Regions from separate parts of the Anas platyrhynchos genome. Here all the other regions are linked to region 1. The links are chromatin contacts, called in public Hi-C maps. All regions are on one chromosome and are shown on one strand. Each heading gives the region's core, a stretch centred on a gene start, on an enhancer-like site or on the middle of the called end of the contact. The rest is flanking DNA. Distances are from core to core; before and after follow the strand shown. Region 1 overlaps COG6 (component of oligomeric golgi complex 6). Region 2 holds the start of MRPS31 (mitochondrial ribosomal protein S31). Region 3 overlaps MRPS31 (mitochondrial ribosomal protein S31). Region 4 overlaps FOXO1 (forkhead box O1).

Evidence for each region. A called contact is a pair of places that touch in the nucleus more often than the background predicts.
Region 2: a Hi-C map of small yellow follicle shows a contact between it and region 1, with 4 times the contacts expected there. The contact joins the promoter of MRPS31 here to the enhancer-like site in region 1. A contact is called at or near these places in 5 of 8 Hi-C or Micro-C datasets (F1 follicle, liver, skeletal muscle and 2 more).
Region 3: a Hi-C map of skeletal muscle shows a contact between it and region 1, with 5 times the contacts expected there. The contact joins two enhancer-like sites. A contact is called at or near these places in 4 of 8 Hi-C or Micro-C datasets (F1 follicle, F5 follicle, skeletal muscle and 1 more).
Region 4: a Hi-C map of small yellow follicle shows a contact between it and region 1, with 2.1 times the contacts expected there. The contact joins two enhancer-like sites. A contact is called at or near these places in 2 of 8 Hi-C or Micro-C datasets (small yellow follicle and subcutaneous adipose tissue).

The regions. Positions count from the first base shown.
Region 1 is chr1:180,270,610-180,274,058 of IASCAAS_PekinDuck_T2T, forward strand. COG6 (component of oligomeric golgi complex 6) reads right to left here. Exons shown (of 19, transcript XM_038174145.2): 11 at 2,779-2,843; 12 at 714-805. Among named protein-coding and RNA genes, the nearest start is that of COG6, 28 kb to the right of the region's middle. Within about 2 kb of position 1,497, at least 4 of the 8 cell types and tissues checked have an H3K27ac peak or open chromatin away from gene starts, as enhancers often do. A contact at or near this core is called in F1 follicle and small yellow follicle, where this site is marked.
Region 2 is chr1:179,841,109-179,844,557 of IASCAAS_PekinDuck_T2T, forward strand. MRPS31 (mitochondrial ribosomal protein S31) reads left to right here and starts at 1,687. Exons shown (of 7, transcript XM_027470920.3): 1 at 1,687-1,843. The coding sequence starts at 1,776.
Region 3 is chr1:179,857,323-179,860,771 of IASCAAS_PekinDuck_T2T, forward strand. All of the region lies in intron 6 of MRPS31 (mitochondrial ribosomal protein S31), which reads left to right. Among named protein-coding and RNA genes, the nearest start is that of MRPS31, 16 kb to the left of the region's middle. Within about 2 kb of position 1,854, at least 2 of the 8 cell types and tissues checked have an H3K27ac peak or open chromatin away from gene starts, as enhancers often do.
Region 4 is chr1:179,941,301-179,944,749 of IASCAAS_PekinDuck_T2T, forward strand. All of the region lies in intron 1 of FOXO1 (forkhead box O1), which reads left to right. Among named protein-coding and RNA genes, the nearest start is that of FOXO1, 55 kb to the left of the region's middle. Within about 2 kb of position 1,826, at least 5 of the 8 cell types and tissues checked have an H3K27ac peak or open chromatin away from gene starts, as enhancers often do. A contact at or near this core is called in small yellow follicle, where this site is marked.

The sequences.
Region 1 (3,449 bases), core at 247-2,746:
GTCTGATATGTGTTCTACCATAGACCTGTAGTGCCATCACACGTGAAGACTTGAGGAGATGCCCATGAACCATTTATTATTAAGCAATATATAAATACCAGAAAATAGTCGTTATATTAGTGACTCAAATTCTCAGCAGTTCAGTCCAGGGCTGCGGATGAAAATTTTCCTGCTACTGCTGTTTCTAACCAATATGAACTACTGTGAATGCCACAATCTATAAAAAACAGAGGTTCTGGCTTGTCTCTTGGTTCACTGATCTTGGTGGCACCTGACAGGTTGGAAGATGATTGGTGCACCTTGAACAGCCAGATACAGAATAAGGCAAGCATCTTCGCAACAGGAAAATGCAAGTGCACAGTCAGAAAAAATCGTATCCAAACATAGCTGTTTGAGGAAGAAAAATTGAATTTCAAGAGAGAATTTAATTCTATCACTTTCTCAAAGGGATACTTTGTCATCTTAGGCATATATATCTATATATACATATATAGATATAAATAAAACATCTATCAACACAATAAAATGTATTTATCAATTTCTAAAAATTGATGCCATATTCCAAAGCAGACTCCATATGAATTGATGGGAGTGAACAGATAAATGGCATCTGCTAAGGCCAAGAATACCCTTTTTAATATAGTAATCTTCATGCTTAAAATAAATAATAGTAATAAAAATTATATCCTTAACATACTTTGTAGTTTGTATACCTGATTGTATGGTGGTAGAACTTGAGAAGATTGGAAATCTTGTACAGTAAAACTGCTCCTGGCTCAGCAACAATCACCTGCTCAATTCTAACCTGCAGAAAAAGCAAACATCCTTCAGGTCAAACACCCTAAAAGCCAACCTCTATGATTTTATATACAATACAATGCTGACTTCTGAGAAATAAATTTGAACAGAAATAAATTTAATAAGAGACGATGCCCAGTTAACTCTAGCTTTCTGCTTGAACCAAAGTATTTCTTGGGTGCAAAGCCTCTGGGTAGAAAACAAGCAGGTATATTCTTAAAAACTAAACTAAAGTAATCCCACTGCTGCGAATATTTCTCTATAGGATTTTGTTGCAACTTGTTATTGAAAATTTCAAAATAATGAGATCACTTTATGGATTAACACCAGTACATACTGGAATTCTCCCCAGCACTGAACAGAGCAAGAACAGCTGCAGAATCCCTAATCTGATCATTAGCATCATGCAGCAATTCCGAACATCCGAAGTATGAGGTATTTTACCCAAAAGACAAAACTTCACCTGGATTAATCTCTCCTTTATTAAAGGAAATATCATGTACCTGCTACCAGTATGTAATTATTTATTACTAACAGCTATGTTGCCTGTTTATCTCAACCAGGAGATATTGGTTAGGCAGACCAAAACAGTGCTGACTTTCTTTACACTTGGACAGTCGATGTCTTGTCTTGTCTCCATGGTACACACAGTCTCAATTCACTCATAAAAGGCTGCGCCAAGGTCAAGCTCTGGGCACTCATGAAGCAGTGATAGTCAGTGACTTATCACTGCCCTATTCTCCCACGTGCCTGTGTGTGAAAGGGCTACACACAAATCACCCGCCGCCACCCGCCCTCCCAAGTTATTTGTCTGCTGTTCAAAGGAGCGCAATGTGCAGCAGTGCCTTCTTGTCACCGCCAGCTGCACAGAGAAGGAACTAAGATTATGCTCCCTTGGCATCTAGGTCAGAGACCAAAAATGCAGAATATTTGTTGACTCTAATTTGCAAAGCTCGATGCACGAAGTTAATTTCAACATTCAGGTGTACTTTGTTCTTCAAAGCATGCATATGTACAGACGTACATATACAAATACCCATTTCCATTGTGTGAAAGGACATTTGGGCAGGGGCATAGTACTGAGTACAGTCTCTTGGCCTGAGTATAGCCTAAAGATTTTAAAGAATACCACAGAAGTAAAAAAAGGTCCAGAGAAGGGTAACAAGATGATCAAAGATTTTGAAAATTGTTTCTGTACTGTTCTGGTGACAGTAAACTAAGGCGAAGCTGTGGAAGGATATGCCAGTCATACAGCAAATCAGGTGGGCACAAAGATGATAACTAGGAAATGATTTTTCACAGTCTCTTTCAATACAAGAGCTGGAGTTATTAAACATAACAAACCCAAAAGGAGCTGGCTTTTCAAACAGTACAGTTGAACTGTGCACTTCCCTCCTGCTGGACATGTTGTGAACATCATTTCATACCAACTTGACATATTCAAGGAAGAAAAATATATTGTGGTGTATCAAATACAAAGGAGTAGCTATGGCTCAGTAAGTCCTCAATAAGTCCACAAACAGGCGAAGAAACTATTCCACAGAAGTATCTTGACGCACTTGCACAAACTGTACACTCTTCCCCTAAGCATATAAAATAGACAGTAGAAAAACCAGGGTACTAAGCTAAAATGATTTTTCATATGACCCACTACAGTCATTCCTATACCCTTATCCTAAAGCTAAATTTTTGCACCTAAGCATCATTAAACTTTAAGAAAAGTAAAAGAAAATCAAGATACAGATTTACTATCCTAGTATCTCTCACTATACAACTATTTATTATCATACCATGAAATACCTATCTGTGAGCTACTGGACCTTTAATTTTGAAGGGTTTTATGATTTTTAAAGCTAATAACCTAACACAACCAAGGAAAATGAAAATACATTGTAGAGATAGGGCATGGGACCTGGAAAAACCCTACAGAACATTTTTTATAATTATTTTTAGAGTTCTAAGAAAAGCAATACATCTCACCTTTAGAGGTCTGCAGACACCTTCTGTGATGTGCCCAACTACTTCTTGAATATTTTCTTCCACACCTATAGTTAAAGCAAGCACATGCTAAGAATATGCAAATCTAATTCTCTTTTCGTCTATTATAAAACAAATAAACACATGTAAGAGCTATTCTTCCATAAAAAAGCATTATGAATTACATGTCCTTTTCTCCACAGGACTAGTTTACACCTCCACTGAACTTCACATCTAGCCATCAAGAAATGGTTGCATGACAAACCACAGTCCTGAAGAGTCACTGCTTTATGCTATGTGATTGCTTCCTAGCACAATGCAGTGCTAGGGGATTTGAGGCAGAAGGAAAAAAGGAAAGAGTAAATGATCTAGCCAGAAGCTGTCACAGTAAGGCTCAAGATCAACAGTTCTCAAAACTAAACAGGAAAAAAAAAGGGCACTGGGATGTTCAAGGAGCAACAGTACTTATCATTTTGAAAGGCCCGAGCTATAAGTACATGCATCTATCAGTGTTGGGTAGTGACGTGCTTGTTGTAGTGTTACAAATTAAATCACACATGTACCTGCACACTGCAGTGTACTACTACAGCATTACCAAATGCTTCCTCTCTAGCAGCAGCTGAAACTGATCTTTCAGAGAACAAACTATATACAAAAGAGAATATTGCCCTATC
Region 2 (3,449 bases), core at 437-2,936, 430 kb before region 1:
ATGCCACACTGCAATGAGGACATTGCCACCATGTGGCTCCTTGTGTTACCTGCACCGCTTTCTGCTCAGTCAAACGGTACTTTTTGCAAGGGTCTCCTTGTAAAACGCATTGCTTTTCATCCCGCAGGATCCCAACACTCCAAGCCTATCTCCTGGGCCCACCATCTCCCGTCAACCACAGGCAAACCATTTATTCTCTGAAAACTATTTTGCCTTTCCTAATGCTTAGGGAAACGTTCACTGTCCAGGAGGATGAACATCAGCTCTTCTGAAGCACCCTCCTGGAATAGCAGCCAAAGCTACAGAAACGAGACCATCAAAACTCGCCCAGCACCTTGCAGTAGATGTTGCCCAGGCTATTTGGAGAGGTGGGTCAACCCATACAGTGCCACATGGGGATTGCACAAGGAGGAAAAAGTAAGATGACTTCTGCATGTAAGGCCATTCTTTAGTTGTGGACAGATTTTGTCCAGAAAAAGAAGGCAGTCAGGTCCTGAATTTTTAACATATAGAAAGCACCATCCAGCTTTTGTTGGTCGTTTATTTGCTTGTTAAAAGCAATTTGGGATCTCTGGAGGATCTGGAACTGTGATGCAGCCCACACAGAGCACAGAAAAAAGTGTCATTGATACCTTTGCTCTTTTTAGGACTTCAGACTACTCTGTGGGTCCAAGTGACCAGTGGTATAAATTTGATTATCTCCGATTCACAGAAACTACCAATCCTGAGGAACAAAAAAACTTGAAGTCACTTTTTTTTCCCCTTCCCTTTGTGGCATGTGCTTTCTGCATTATACATGCGAGCAGTGTGATTCTCATCTGCCATGCATCTGGTAGGAGAGCACAGGTGTAAAAGCCATTCCAGAGGCATAAAGGATCTTCACTCTTCCCTGGGTACCTGAGAAGAAGAAAGGTACCCTAAGAAGCAAAGGAGCAAACGGGGGTTGGATGCCAAAACAGTGGAACCAAATGTGGAACCTAATACACACCACAAGTGCAGAACTGGATGAAACCAGTGGCTTGGGGTCTTACATCTAATGTTTTCAGCACCACAAACTTTAGAGAAAGGTGAGAGGCACTTTAAATCTCTTAAAACAATTTATGTTCTGAAATACAAGATCATCTGTCCTTCAGAGGGGTTGGTCTTCAGATGTCACCACAGAATGGCTTGGGTTGGAAGGGACCTCAAAGATCATAGGCAGGGATGCCATAGCAGTACTGTTCTGGATGTTATCTTGTTGATTTGTTTATATCTTTATTGATAAAATAAAAAAAAAAAAGAGGAAAAAAGACACTTTTTGAAATTTAAATAATCTGTTGGCAAAAATATTGAGAAACGTATACTTATGGGGGATCTGGCGTTGGTAGGCCATCCTCCCATTGAGGCACAATTGGTGTCGCTATCCCAGAGCCAACTTGATGACTATTCAGTGATGGAAATAATGAGAGTTGGCTCATTAACAGAGCCATAAATGAACGTGAATCTATTTTCCTCCACAAAATCTTTCAAGGCAGGGCCGCAGACAGAAGCCGCTACAAGCACCTGGTCTTGCCGACTCCTTAACACCGCGCCTTCCCTGAGCACGCCGCGCCTCTGCAGCGTGTAAAAGCTTTAAAAACTAAAAACTTCCCAGCAATTCCCAACCTCTCGCTGTGCTGGGGACAAAACGCGACAAAAACTTCACAGGGCAAGGCGGAACCCTCGGCTCGGGGCTGCTGTTCCCGGCCGGCGGCGCTGCGGCGGGACCGGGAGCTCGGGGCCGGGCAGCGGCCGCCATGTGGGGCCGTGGGGCCGGGCGAGCCGCCCGCTGCTCCCTCCTCCTCCTCACCGGGCGGCCTCGCAGGTACCGGGCCGGGCACCGCGACCCCAATGCCCGCAGGGTGCCGGGTTACCTCGGGCAGGCCGCCGCAGCCCCTCGCTGTATCCATAAGGCGGGATCTGGCGGCTTTTGGGGTTGTGGGGGGTTGTGTAGGGGGGATGCCTTGCGCTCTGAGGGCTTTACAGAGCAGTGAGCAGGATTTCTGAGTGTTTTTACACACTGTGCAGCCTGAGGGCATGGAAAGGAGGGTGTTTGGGGAAGGTGTGTGGAGGGCAGCCCCGTCAGGCAGCAGGGATCCTCACCAGCGTGGCCCCAAAACCATGCCTCTGTTAGCCTGCCGCATTGCAACAGTGAGATTTGGGGTTTAACGCTGGGAATTTAGTGATTTATCAAGTGCGGAGTGACTGGAGTAATAAAGAGGTGCCCTCTGATAATACTAGTTATTTATTGTTATTTTTTTGAGAGTTATATGGGAGAGGTGGGGAAAACGTCAAAATTGCTGCAGATCAGCTGAAATATTTTGAACCATTTTTCTTTCTTCGTTAACTTGAAGGCGGTTCCTAAAATGCAGTTTTGAATTGAAAGATTTCAATATTTCATTTTATGTGGCTGAAGAGAGCCGTTCTTTGGATTTTATGGTACTTTTTTTCCTAAATAATCCAATTGCATCCATGTTTCAGCAATATCCTAAGCAGCTCTGTGCTGCCCCAGCTTCCTGTACTCACCTGCACCGTGCTGGTTTTGGCTTCTGTGCAGTGGTGAGATGTGGTCAACTGGGCAGGGGAGCTGCTCCAGAGGGAAAAATAACCAAAAAAGCTGTTTTGCATGTAGCCGGGTGATTTTACGGCAGGATCTGGTTCCTCGTATGGCTGCACAAGTGCCTGGCTGCACGATGTAGGGTTTATTAAGTTTCATGCTTGTAGGACTGTGAGGGATGGATGTGGTCAAAGGTTGGACGTGGTGCGTAGGAACATGGTCTAGTGGGTGACAGTGGTGGTAGGGGAGGGTTGGGCCAGGTGATCTTGGAGGGCTTTTCCAGCCTTAGTGATTCTGTGAAGGATCAATGTGAAAGGACATGGGTGTGAATACGCACTGATGTTGCCAAATTTTTTTTGCTTTTGTTTTTTTTATGCATGGTGGCAGTGATCTCTACTGCATTATTTTAAAAGTTTCAGTGAGTTTTCTATAGTACTAATTAATTTAAGTATTAGGTACCAGTAATGTGTTTTTGTTTTTTTTTTTTGAATAGTTGTGTGATTTGTTATTTTTTTTTTAACCTAGGCTCATGCAAATTTACGTTACTAAGGTCATAGTACCTAGCATGGAATAAACCTAGCAATAATGTTAAAATGTAGGGATTTTGAATGGTCTTAGAATTTTGTTTAAGTTCCTAGATTAATCAAGAACTGGTTTGTAGAGGGAATAAAGTTGTTTATATTCTTTTTGTTCTGAAGAAGCCATAAATAGCCAAGGGTTGTAAAAAAGAAACGGGCTATAGGCCTACTTGAGGAACAAAAAGTACATTTAATATGTTCTTTATATACTCAGTTTGCACATAATTAGGACTAGACAGTTGTAAATAATGTTTTTTTTCTAGGCTTACAAAATTCAACTGCGGAGCCTGTTCATA
Region 3 (3,449 bases), core at 604-3,103, 410 kb before region 1:
TCAAGACTGCCGTGGGTTTTATAATGCTTACTCTGTTCTTCAGTGTGGTTCTCGGACGCAGCGACGAGCCAAAGCCTAGTCAGCTGTTTGCCAGTTCCGTATCAGTACTGGCCGAGCGCTGAACAGTCATCTGCTCTCTGTTTTATCAGTTTCATAGGAAAAAAACAGTCTAAATATTCACTCATTCTGGGCATCTACCTTAACTAGATATCTTTGTGTGGTGTATTTGCTCCTATTTCCATTTATTAAAAAAAAAAAATCCTATTTCCATTTATTAAAAAAACCCCAACCACCACCACTAAATAAACAAACAAAAAAAGCCACCTCCCTGAAGTTAAGCCAGCAGAGAAAAGAGAGCACGTTAAGGAAGGACTACAGAAAGCAAGTGTACGCTTCAGGAATGGGGGTTTCATAATTTCAGGGAGAGATTGAGTGGTTTCTTTCTTTATTTTTTTAAAAAAGACATCAAACAGAACTACTTGAGAGTGATTCAGTCACTGAAAGCAAAACAGGTTAGTATCTGAAGCTGGGAGTCTTTGAAAAGCTGTCCTGTGCTGAATTGCAAATTGCATAATGTGCTTCATTGTCTCTTCATATTTATGCTCATCCTATTTTGGCAGTTTCTTCACAGAATTGAATCGCTGCTCCCAGAATCGATCTGTCCCGTCATGTAGAAGTCCAAGTATATTCTAGTCGTGTTTTTGCAAGCTGAAAACCGCTGCAGCCGATGGTTTTTGTGTTGTTGTAATGTGGCTGGAACCCTGCTGTCTGGGGCCCTCAGCGGACCGGGCGGCTTTGGCGGCCACTGGTTTTTCTGTTGGAGCAGCGTGGCCGGAACCGTGCTGTCTGGGCTGGGATGGCACACGGACAAAGAGCCTTCACAGATAGTTAGACAGGAATCTTTATTGAGTTGTCCACAAAGAGCGGTCATGTGGAAAATGCCGGCGGAGCGTTCCGAAATCTATCACCTCTCAGGTTGAAATATCAAGTCAGTGAATTGGGTTCGATCAAGCCGCCAGCTTTGTCCTGGCGCAGGCTGGTACTCAGACCAGCTACGTCCAAGTACAGTTGAAAACTTGAGAACCTCCTTCCAATTATTTCCACACACCGGAAAGAGTCAGTGGCTCTGCAGAAGAAAGATGCCCCTTCCCACCGTTAGCTCTGCAGTTTGATTGCAGTGAGCTCCCTCGATAGGAGGACGTTACCTCAGCTTGTTCTCTATCAAGAAATGTGTGATTATTTTTTTTCTTTTATGCAGAAGCAAGGGGCTCTAAAAACATCTCTGTAATTAAATTTTCTGTTGAGAAAGCTTGTGTGTTCAACTTCCAGCATTATGAAAGCCTTTAAAGTTTTAAATGAAATATGAAAAATAAGGAAGACAGCTTATAACTGCTTTTCTTGGCTTCAGAGCATCTCCAGTGTTCTCGTCTGAGCGCTTTACCAAGACACTGTGCTGAGCTTTGAGGCATCAGGGCAGGGTCATGATGTTTAAAACTTGTCCGGCCCTAATAGGAACATCTGAAGACGTGGCTAGACTTACTGGCTTGCTGCAGCAGCCAGTAAGTCTTCCCCCTTGCCCTGTTGTCAGCTCCTGCCTGCGTTTCTTTCCCTTTTCTGATACAGTTGAAGTCACTGTTAGGCAGCAAACTATCCTTTTTTTCTTTTTTTTTTTCTTTTCTCCTGCCTCTGATTAATTTTTACCAGATTAGCAAACCACTAGCATGGCTTGCGTAACATCATTCTCGCTCCTCCTTCTGTCTGGTTGCCTCTTCTGCTTCTAGCAGGGTTAGCTCCACTCCGTCATTTGCCGTGGCAAGAAGTTGGGGAAGAAGTTGATTTCTGACCTTTTAAAATGATGCCTGTGTATTCATGCCTCGATGACTCAAATCCTGAGGAGTGCAGTGGTTAGAAGGGCCAGTACGTGTTATTGGTGCAGCTTTGCTTTAGCAACCCATCCGGAGGAACAAATGCTTCTGGTATGTCAGAGATAGTTATGGCATAAGCAATAGGTATAGTGGAAGTCTTAGAAAATTACTGCCTTGGTTGCCTCTGATGGCTTTTGTAGGCAAAAAATTGCCAGGTCCTGCTCCGTCTGTTTTGCTGAGATGCTTTGCCCAGCATTGGGGCAGTTTACCAAGAGAGGTGGCAAATGTTACACAGTCGTTTTAGGGGAAGGGATTGTTTTGCTTATTTTTGGTCTGTTCTAGGGGCCTACTGTCAGGGCATGATTTATCTTGCTCAGAAAATATTTGGTCCTCTATTTACTGAGAATTTGTCATCAAGACACCCTATAAGAGTAGACACCCTATAAAACACCCTGTTTGCATTTGAGATGTTGCCTTTAAGGGAAGGCTGGACATTCCTTTGGAAGGGTTAATGTGTTAGCTAAAGAAATTTTTCTAGACTTTCTCTTTTGTAGTACACATGGAATTGGAAATAGGACGTTGAGAGTGACTTCTTGCTTTGAAATCGATAAAGAAAATCCTCTGCTTTAGGCTCCCACCATGCACGTCCTTTCAAATGAGGTTTCTGAGGACAGCTGAAGAGAGGGTGAGGGCAGTTGGGCAGTTGTGGTCTCTTTTTGTGATGCATACTTTACTTTTCTGAGGACTGAAATATGTGGTCCAAGTGAAGTATTTGGACTTAGCACTTCATCCCCAAACCATGTATCATGTCTTTGACAAATGAGAGATCACAACAGATGATGTAATGTTCCTCCTGACCTGAATTTTTGTGTGAGACTATAAATGATTTAATTTCCTTTAGATTAGAGATGAAAATTGGAGAAACTATTAACTAGACATACTCTCTTCCTCTATGTCCAAATGAAGAGCATCAGAAGAGCCCACACTTACTGGCGGCATTATTCAGATTCTTTCAGCAGTGGGTTCGTTGGTTTATTTCTCTTGGATTTTTGTGACCAACAGAAGCATGAAATCTGGAAAGGATGGTAGCTTGTGAACGCAACCATCGGCATCTAGGTACGGGGAGATTCCACCTCCCTGGGCTGGGGGAAGGTCAGCGTGGGTGGCATGGTAAAAAGATCATCTCTGTGCTTCTCTAAGTAGACGTAGCTTTTCAAGCATCATAGAAATACAAGTTCTGAAGCTGCTGTGATCTTTTTTATTTCTTTTAACATATCAGAAACAGGAGAGAGCTTGAGGAAGAAAGAAATACACTGTCTCTTTCAAAGACGAAGAGGATGAGTGGCGTGTAGCTGGCACTGGTAGACACTGCACATATTTCTGGGAAAGATGTGCAGGGAAAAATAGATGCGTTTCCCAGCTCCTTCAGGCAGTGCACTACCTAATGGAGGAAAGACAGAATGCAAACTTAATGAATGCGATAACACAGGTTGAGGGTCTTCTCCATCCCAGTATTATTCACCTAAAATTGAAGAAACTTTAACATATAAGGAAGCCTAGGACTGAGCTGGCTTCATTTTCTCA
Region 4 (3,449 bases), core at 576-3,075, 330 kb before region 1:
GTTTTTTTTTTATGACTTATTTGTAGAGTGGCTGAGGCTCCAAGAGGAAGGTGATTTGAACATCTGGAACTGCTGAAGAGTTCCAAGACACAGACCTTGAGAGGTGCGTCTGATGTACTCTGTGACAGCATATGGAAATCCTGAGGTCTCCCTTTTGCTTTAGTGCTCTTTCCACAGAGGGACTCTGTTGCTTCTGCTTCCTTCTGTAAGATGTCAGTAATGTTGGTCACTGACACGTATCAGCCAACAGTGTTCATGGCATGCACCTCTCAATGGTGATGATGCTAATTGATGAGTCGATGAACTTCCATCCTACCAGTCCTCAAGCCTGACTTTCTTACCAGGCATGTTCCTGTTGCAATATTCTCTAACTCTTAATTAAAATAAATAAGCAATCTCCTGCTCCACCTCATTTTTCCCCCTTCATTTACAGTTATCTGAGAGGGTCATAGCAAAAGCAGTCTTGAAGTGTCATATTTACTGACAGTTCCTCTTCATGTTCCAAATCTGTTTCAGATCTTGTTTGGAGAAATATGATAGTTACATTCAGGTACTGCCCCCAACCTGCATTTGCAGCCATTTCAGTTGATGGCAGTGCAAACTGACTAGCAGCATGTGTAGACCATCCTCTTGAATAAGGCATAGGAAGCAGTGGACTGCTGAAATGTCTTCTGAGTGAAAAATTGGTAGGCAACTGGGGCAGTTGATTTTAATACAAATACTTGACCTGTGTATTGCGGATGCAGTATTCCTCTTACCTTACTGTCTCCCACTTCATTACAACTGCATCTTCCTCCAGAGGTCAAGTCTTTCTGCCTCTGTTGACAGTTACTGATGAATATATTTTCCGAGATGCTCTGGTGTGCTTTATTGCAATAACATGAGTATCTGCAGCTTGGTAGCAGATCTGTGATACAAGATTGTTTTTGTAAAAAATACCAACCGTTGCATCCATTCCTTGCTCTCCCTTTTTTGGTGGCCATCACAGCACTGTAGCTGAACAGGGAGTGAAGGAAGCTCAGTATGGACCTTAATGGGAAATTACAACACATGAGTCTCACAGCTCCCTGGACATTGACAGATCCACAGTCTGATCCTGGAAAAGTCTGCACTGAGCCTGGGCTATTGGTGAGGTTGGCAGTAGGGTTATACAGGAGCTCTTGCTCTGCTTCCCTCTCCTGTGCATACTCCAAGGAATGCAGTGGACAAAAGATGGCCAGTGTGACTCTCTGGGCTCTCTTTAAGTAAAAGCCTACAATGTTGTCAAGTTCAATAAAGCAACTGTGTTTTCAAGTGTTTCTTCTTAGTAAGACACCAAACCAATTAAAAAAAGAAAATATACTTCAATTTAAAGAGGGATATGACTTTTTCAGCAGTTAGTCAGGGTAACCTTAGGTTGCATGTTTTAATATAGGTACCTCATGAGTTTAAATACAGTACTAGACATCAGCATTGCTACTGGCACCCAGGGATTAAATGTCTCAGACTTTTATTGTTTTAAAATATAAAGCAGTTTGAGTTTATTTGTTGTTTAGAAGAACAAGCTGGGTGTTCTTGCTTACAGTGTGGTTCAGCTTCAAGAAATGTTGGAAGAGCAGATGAACGATATAAATGTGTATATTCAAATGAATCATTTTCTTGGCCTCATTAGTTTTATTAGCTGGTATGTGCTCATTACACTACATTTAGCAAATATTGGTTTTGCATATTTTGGCTCTTAATCAGCAAGGAATGATAATCATATCCATAGCTGATAGTCATTCTGCTGAAGAAGTATGACTGAAGTATGAAGTATGTGATGAAGTTTGAAGGCCAAACAGGAGCAGAGGCTTCCAGAGCTTCGTCTCAAACACACAAACTCAGTCCCAGGAAACACCCCACAGGTGGCAGCAGTCCTGCTGGAGTCATAACGTGGGTCTGATAAAATTCCAGCGGGGATGCTTTCGGAATGACCTGGCATGCATTGCCGGTGCACGGAAACCTGGCTGGAGATGCAGCCAATTGCTTTCTGTATCCTTCAGGTGGGATTTGAGAGACTTTGCTTCAAAGTCCTGCCGAAAGCCGCGGTCTGAAGCGTCTTGCAGCGTGCTGAGGCGGCAGGGCTGCGGCTGGCGGTGCCGCTCCTCCGGCTGCCAAGATCCACTGCTGAAACTATACTTTTTTATCAGGTCATGTTTGCGTCTGGCAAAGATTTGTAGACACAACATCATTAACAGCAGTGCATATTTTCACAAGATTTACCTCTTCAACACTTTTTTCCAAGTTAGTAAATCATAGCTTCTTTAATGTCCTGCTGGCTGCGTGAAAAACAGGAATTTATGTAACAAGCTCTGGGCCGCAAACCTTTTCCTGTTAGGAAAATTTTTTTTTTCATTGTTGGCAGTGTTAGGAGACAGCTCTGTTACTCAAAGAGCGACCTCAGATGTCCTCAGTACAATAATACCAGATTATGATATTTTTGATGACTAAGGAATAGCAGTAATTTCTTAAATATTTAACACTTCTTTTGCAGAGGAGAGGGAGCTGAGCACTAGCATGGGATTTTCTCTGCCTGATGTTTTGCATGTTCGATATGCTTATTTTGATAGTAAACAGTAAGCCTGAGCCAACTGGGTATGTTTACAAAATACAATAAAAAAATGAACTGGCGCAGGAGGTTTTTTAATCAACAGACGTGCAGAACAACTTTCTTGCGACATTGCTAAATCTGGAATTGTGTCAGCCTTTAATTCAGCTGTGGCCCTACAGTGAAAACAAAGGGCTGGCGGGGCTGGCTCCCAACCCTCCCTGGCCCTTACAACCACAGCCACGGGCAGGTCCAGAGACGGATTTTGGGGCTTACCCTCCTGACACGGCGCTAACACTGCATTACAAAGACGTCAGGTGGTGGTGGAAGGCGGATGCTTGCCTTGAGCCCTGCAAGTCACTGAGCATTCGCAAGCCTAAAGCTATGCAGAGGCGAGCCCCAGATGATATTTTTACAGGGCCACATGTGGTGAAAATAAAATTTCAAGGCCTTCCCTAATGCCCTGTCGCTAGATAGAAGATGAGTTTTTGATTGCAGGGTTAGCAGTGAAGAGACACGGTCCTGTGGCAATTAGTTAATATCAGAGAGATTGGCTTCCTTTCAAAATTAAATGAGGAAATGCTGAAATCGTCACTGGTGTTGATTTAACTGGGATAATTTGTTAAAGATGGTTCTCTGGATTGAAAGGAGAGGTTGGAAAGGCTTCTGAAGTTAGGCAGATGCTTTGACTCCCTGCTGTGCTGGTTGAACCGCGCTCTGCCACGAGGCTGTTTTCCCCCATCTTCTGCTGTCCAGGAGAGCTTTGTGACCCGTTTGGTGTGAGGCTGTGCTCTTGTCGGGGTATTCTCAGGGTACTGCTGCATATAAGGTGTTACAGTCCTGCTTCTTACAGACTTCTTGCTGCCTTCATATGCTGAAGGTC